Linked DNA regions of Sus scrofa: region 2 is linked to region 1. Evidence: chromatin contacts called from public Hi-C data. All regions are on one chromosome and are shown on one strand. Each heading gives the region's core, a stretch centred on a gene start, on an enhancer-like site or on the middle of the called end of the contact. The rest is flanking DNA. Distances are from core to core; before and after follow the strand shown.

Evidence for each region. A called contact is a pair of places that touch in the nucleus more often than the background predicts.
Region 2: a Hi-C map of embryonic fibroblasts shows a contact between it and region 1, with 3 times the contacts expected there. The contact joins two enhancer-like sites. A contact is called at or near these places in 2 of 47 Hi-C or Micro-C datasets (embryonic fibroblasts and fibroblasts).

The regions. Positions count from the first base shown.
Region 1 is chr2:46,738,495-46,741,533 of Sscrofa11.1, reverse strand. The region is part of intron 3 of LOC102164222 (a long non-coding RNA gene); the gene reads right to left. Among named protein-coding and RNA genes, the nearest start is that of TEAD1, 70 kb to the right of the region's middle. Within about 2 kb of position 1,268, at least 8 of the 83 cell types and tissues checked have an H3K27ac peak or open chromatin away from gene starts, as enhancers often do. A contact at or near this core is called in embryonic fibroblasts, where this site is marked.
Region 2 is chr2:46,938,637-46,941,651 of Sscrofa11.1, reverse strand. The region is part of intron 2 of PARVA (alpha-parvin); the gene reads left to right. Among named protein-coding and RNA genes, the nearest start is that of PARVA, 88 kb to the left of the region's middle. Within about 2 kb of position 1,456, at least 4 of the 83 cell types and tissues checked have an H3K27ac peak or open chromatin away from gene starts, as enhancers often do. A contact at or near this core is called in embryonic fibroblasts, where this site is marked.

The DNA of each region.
Region 1 (3,039 bases), core at 19-2,518:
AGTATTAATGCCCTGTAGTTCAGTAGGATCCTTGCTGTGTCTTCTGGCATACGTGAGCCCCTGCTCATCATCCAGAGACAGGAAAGGCAAACCCAGACTCAGAATGTACTATTACCCCACTCGCAGTATTGCTTTTGTTATCTGAGTCCTTGAGAAAGATGCCAAAATGGGATTGAATATGCAATGATTTTCATTTAAGAAATTAGCGAGGGAGCTATAAAAACCTGGGAGGGCCATCAAACCACAAATATAGGAGACCCAAGTATAGGAGTGAGGGAGGAAAGGTGGGGTGACAGCATCCCAAACTGTCATGGGAGATTTTGCAAGGCTATCAGGAGTCCTTGAGCAGAAGTCAGCTGTCGGACTTCAGAGCTGTCCCCCGTCACCCTGGAATGGGTCTGCCTTCATATCCTCACCATGCTTATTCATTGGCTGACACCAACCAGAGGGAAGCATGGTCTCTGCACAAACACAGTGATGGATTTCAGAGCACAGTGGGCCTTTGGTCAATTACCCTCCCTGTAGTTCGAGTTCTGCTAGGGGTGCTCTCATAGCCACTACACCAAAGGAATATGGAAGAAGTAGTGGTAAGTGGGGAAGGTGACTAATATGTTCATTTTTAAAATACTGAGTTTGGTACATCTTTCTTCTTAGATATTCAGTACTGAATATCTTCAGCAATCTAGGATATTCATCTTAGATATTCTGAATATATACAGAATTCAGCAAGTGGGTCTGGGCTGCTCAGACAGGACCTTAGGGAGTGATGCCTAGAAGAGCTTTGTGAGAAAAGGACTATCAGGTATCTCCTGAAAGGAGATATAACCGCCCAGAGGGAACCCAGGGATTTCCGTGACTTCTCACTCTACCCAAAGCTCTTTCTGCTCAGTTGAGCAGGTGGAGAACAGAGGGGGAAGAAAGAAAAGAGGCCTTGTGTGGTAGGGCCCCTCATTACTAAAACACCTCCCCAAATATGGCAGTCCAAGACTGCTGACATGTTTCTGCTCTGTTTGTTTCAGCAGAGCAAATTGGTTTTTCCTAATTTGAAAGTGAATGTGGCCAAAAGTAATTTGTATCAGTATTTCAATAAGAATTTTAGAGGGAAGCCAATGTGCATTCATTATACATATGAGTGAGCTTGCACGGATGCTTACACACACACACACACACACACACATACACATACACGGTGCAAGGAAGTGAGCAGTCGGATGTGGTCAATCACGGAATCTATGGTCTGCAATCTGGGAGAGAGCATGTGGGCCCATGAGTCAGGATTAAACACCATAGCGACCAAGTCACTGAAGCTTGCCGAGTCAGACAGCAATTTCTGCTTAATAGAGCCCTTAGGTCTCAATAATTGCTTTGAAATCCACACATCGGCATGCAATTCTCATACTGGGGAAGCCAGAAATCCAAGTGCGAGGGCAGAACAGACAACCTCTCCTGTGCACATTCAAGATGCTGAAAAGGCCGTTGGTTCTACCTCCTTGTCAGCATCTGTAAGTATGCATCAGAGATTATCATTTTAGTACTGTCCAGTCATCCATGCTCACGTTTGTGAGTTTCACAGCAGATTGAGCTGGTTTGTGGACAAGAGCAAGAAGTGGCCACTGAATTAAAATTCTGTGTTTGCTAACAAAGCTGCCAGTGATCCATACAACCAACAAGAAAAGGACACTCCTTTCTTAAGACAGTATTCTTCTTATGTCTGAAAATTGTCATACTAATTTTGTTAAATGATTTACAGCCACCTCTCAGAAAAATTGTTGTAATCAATATGGAAATTAATGTCTACTTTATGAATGGAAAATGTGGCAGTATACGACATAGACAACAGTACATGGCAGCCGTCTTAGCTTAGTACCCAGAAATTATCCTTCTTCCCTCTGTTTTCACACTGTTGAATTTAACATACTACATTTACATGGCTGCTATTTGTTAGGAAAACAGCTATTCTGGCAGGCTACCTTCTATGCCAGGAATTTCACAGCTGTAGAAACTCATGGTCTATCTGGAATGACAAGCAGATCCTGGGGAGGTGGAGGAGGCAAAGACTTCCAGCATCAGAGCTACTTAAGAAACCTCAACAATCTTGGAGAGCAAGGGAGCCTAGAACACTGTGCTCCAGATGTTTCCAGCCTAGAAGTGCTCTATGCCTGGCTTTCTCCCTTGGCCTTTGTCTTTCTGGCTCTTCCCAACTCTCCCCATTCCAGTTCTCCTCACTCCCGTGGTCCCTGTGCAACATCAAAGGTGGCTGTTTGAACAGAGGAGTCATTGGTTGGGTAGCCAGCACTGAGAAAAGGAGCGCTCTCTCCCCTGCTCTCCTGGACTGGCAACAGTCACTGAGGGCCAAGGCCAACCTGGCCAGAGAGTGTCCAGGGGCAGACACTTTGCAGGACACTGCTCAGGAGCCCCAAGCACAGAGCCTCAGAGCTTTGGAAACTCTGGTCCAGGGTCCTGGAATAAAATTTTAAAATCTTTTCCCCCGATATTTAAAATAATACAAAACTATTATGGACAAATAACAAAAAGAATAAAGAAGAAAATAACTTCCCTTAATCTCATTAATCAGAGATAAGTTATCTATTTTTGTTCTGATTACAGAAAGAATATATACAGTTTTTTTGTTTGTTTGTTTGTTTGTTTTTTGGGCCTCACCTGTGGCATATGGAGGTTCCCAGGCTAGGGGTTGAATCAGAGCTGCAGCTGCTGGCCTACACCACAGCCACAGAAACACGAGATCCGAACCGTGTCTGCAAACTACACCACAGCTCATGGCAATACCAGATCCTTAACTCACTGAGCGAAGCCAGGGATTGAACCTACATCCTCATGGATACTAGTCAGATTTATTTCCACTGAGCCATGATGGGACTCCATAAATACATATAGTCATTATAGAAAAATATGGGAAAAAAAGAAATAAGGAAAAAACTTTATTGTATGTATCATTCAGTGTCATTTTAGCTTGTTCTTTTCAGTCTTTTCTATGTACATTACTTTAAAAATAAGATGATACCATATATATATATATAT
Region 2 (3,015 bases), core at 207-2,706, 200 kb before region 1:
CAGTAAGTCTAACACTAGGAGCTTGAAGCCACTTTTAAAAGGGAGGCAGGGACAGCCACTGTGTGAGACAGAAGCATTAGACCCCAAGCAGAAAGCTCACACTGCCCAGGTATGCATAGTCACCCAGGTTGAGCTCTCAGGAATGCACCCTAAGAGCACAGCTCTTACTAGTACCCACCAGACTCCCTGAGAAACCAGATGCCAAGCTTGCATCTGAGGACCCAAGGGGACAAGAGCCTGCCCCGAAGCTTCATGAGGGTGGAAGGCAGAGGGCTATCATAGCCCCCAAGTTGAAATGCAGGTGGTTTCTGTAGCCACTGGGAAATGCTCCAGGTGTTTCGTGATGCTTGTTGGCTTAACTTAAAAGCCTCCATCAGAAACTGTGTTTTCTCTTGGGTAGTCCTTTTTTCCCTGCAGAAGTAGGATTCAGAGATAAAAAGCTGAACTGTGGCTTTTAGCAATACCAGGGTCAAGTGTTTCCATTCATTTCTTCATTCAGCAAGCATTTATGATGCCTGCTCTTGTTCAACTCTGTTCCCGGCCCAGGGAAGCTGAGATTCAGCCTAGTGGGTGTCAGATAGGAGCACAAAGGTACTTGGATAGAAGCAGGGGTGGCATATATTTGCCTTCCCTCCTGGTGCCCTCAGCCAAGGGTAATTTAATATAAAGACCATTGCTGCTGATGTCTGTCCCTAAGATCTTGCTTCCAGACTGGCTTCCGCTCCTCTCCCTTCAAGTTCTAGGTTGGACCCTGCTTCTCCTCCAAAGCCTTGTTACCAAATCTTCTCATGCACGTGGATTACCACTTGCTTATCTCATGATCTCGTGACTGAGCATAGTTCCGTGGGGGCTTTTGGAGCTGAACCTAGAGGTCGTCACCTCCAGCACAGAGTGGTTTGAAGTTCCTGCCCCCAGCTTCTCTCTGCTTGTGGTTTCCCCTCAGAGTGGGACATGTTGGTATTGCCCCCAAGTGGTACAGACTTGGCAGAAGTAGAATCCACGTTGCTATTCTACAGGAGATGGGTCAGTAAAAGAGGAGGCCTTGTGAGGTCCTCCAGACAGTGCCGTGAGCAAAGTTCAAGGGCCAAGAAGTGATGGGTCCCTACTAACAAAGGTGGGGGGGGCGGAAACCAGGAACAGGCAGCTCAGATGATTATTGCCCAGCGCTTATAATGACTCAACAGATTTTTATGTATAATGGCACCAGCCCAGTGTGTCTTAAAGGTATTACATAGTCTCTGGCTTTCTGGTTGAAGAAAGAAGCCACTTCCTATTGCCACATAAGTGAACCTACAGGCATTCTGAGCTCCTAACCGAGGCCTGGGGGAAGAGAAAGCAGCTGGGATGGGGTAGAACCAGCACAGGAAATTCAGGATTTCAAGATCCTTTGAGCAGCTGGATTGTAGTGCCTGCTGGTCTGTCCAGGGTGGAGCAGTCCTTCAGTCAGTGGGTGGAGCTGCATGGTCCTGTCCTCCCAGGAACGGGCTGGCAGAATGGTCAAGCAGGCTGTGGTCTAGGGGAGGGCTCTGCTTCCCTAAACTAAATGTTGTGATGGTTTAACGTAGTGATGGAGTCTGGGAAAAGCTAACTCTAATCTCAGATACGTACTCACCAAGACAGCCTAGACCACTTCCCATTGGTCTAACTGAAGCTAAAGGTGGGAGGCAAGCCTTCCCACAAGTGCAGCCATTCCTGCACTAGGGAGAGGGTGGGGACTGATGGATCCAGAAGGGCCAACAGTAGCCTTTTGCAACATAACGCATTCTGGATTCTTCCTTCTGAGGGGACTGGCCCCTTCCAGCATCCTATCTGCCTTCGCAAGGGGGGTGAGTTCAGAACTCGAGTGAAGTGAGACTCAGGCAAAAAAAAATCTCTGTTGCTTAGAGTTGATAGAAGCTGAGAAAAGAGGGTCTGTCCCTGTACCTTTAATATCACAGCTTGTTCCATACATACGGAGGCCATATGTCCTCAATTTCCCAGGACAGTCTCAATTTCAAATATTCTGTCCCATTTTGCCCATAAGAATACTGGCACTTGTCAGATTGCGTGTTCCAATTTTTGATTCCGAAAATATGGTCACTGTATCTCTATACCACAACAAATGCCAGATGGTTTAAAGAGCTAATTTTTTTTAATGGTAGACTTATCCCAACTGTCGAGAAAAGACAGTTTTCTCTCTATTGAAGCAGTTAAAGAAATTATCAGTAACGAGATTGATGTGTTCAATTACATTTTTTTAAAAAACCCACCTTTTTCTTTTCTTTCTTTCTTTTTTCTTTTTTTTTTTTTTTTTTTTTTTTTTTTACTGTGAAAATCAACATGGATAAAAGGTTAAAAGAGAAGCAACAGATTGGGAAGGGAGTCCCAGTAAACATAATAGTTAAAACTTACCTTCCAGGAATTTTGAAGAGTTTTGCCTAAATCTTAAAGGGTACCATCAAGACTTCGTTGGACAGATGGTCAAAGGATATGAGTAGATAATTGACTCAAGAGAAGCCGTCTCTGTAAACAAATCCCAGGGAGGTCATTTAATCTATTCAAGTTGAAGCAACTACGAGTTACTGTATCACACCTATTTATATTATCAAAAAAAAAAAATGAAAGCTATAAAGTGTAACATGAACAGGGCTTTGTGGAAACATATACCTTGCAGAAGGCGTTAAAAATGATCTTTTTTTTTTTTCCTTCCTAGAGAACAGTATGATGATATGTAAAATAGATCGCAAAAGTAATCCTAGACTCTGATTCACCAATTCCACTTTTGGGAATACATCTCAAGGAAATAACATAGGGGAAAAAAGTGTGTATTCACATATACATCAAGCCTTTAACAACGTGGGTTTGAACTGCATGGGTTCACTCATCCCCAGGTTTTTTTTTTTTCAATAAATTTGTGCTGCAGTACTATGCAACCTGCAGTAACGTGATTCTTCAGATGTAGAACTGCAAATACCAAGGGCTGACTATAAAGTTATACTCAGATTTTTGACGAAGCGGGGGGTGGATGCCCCTAAC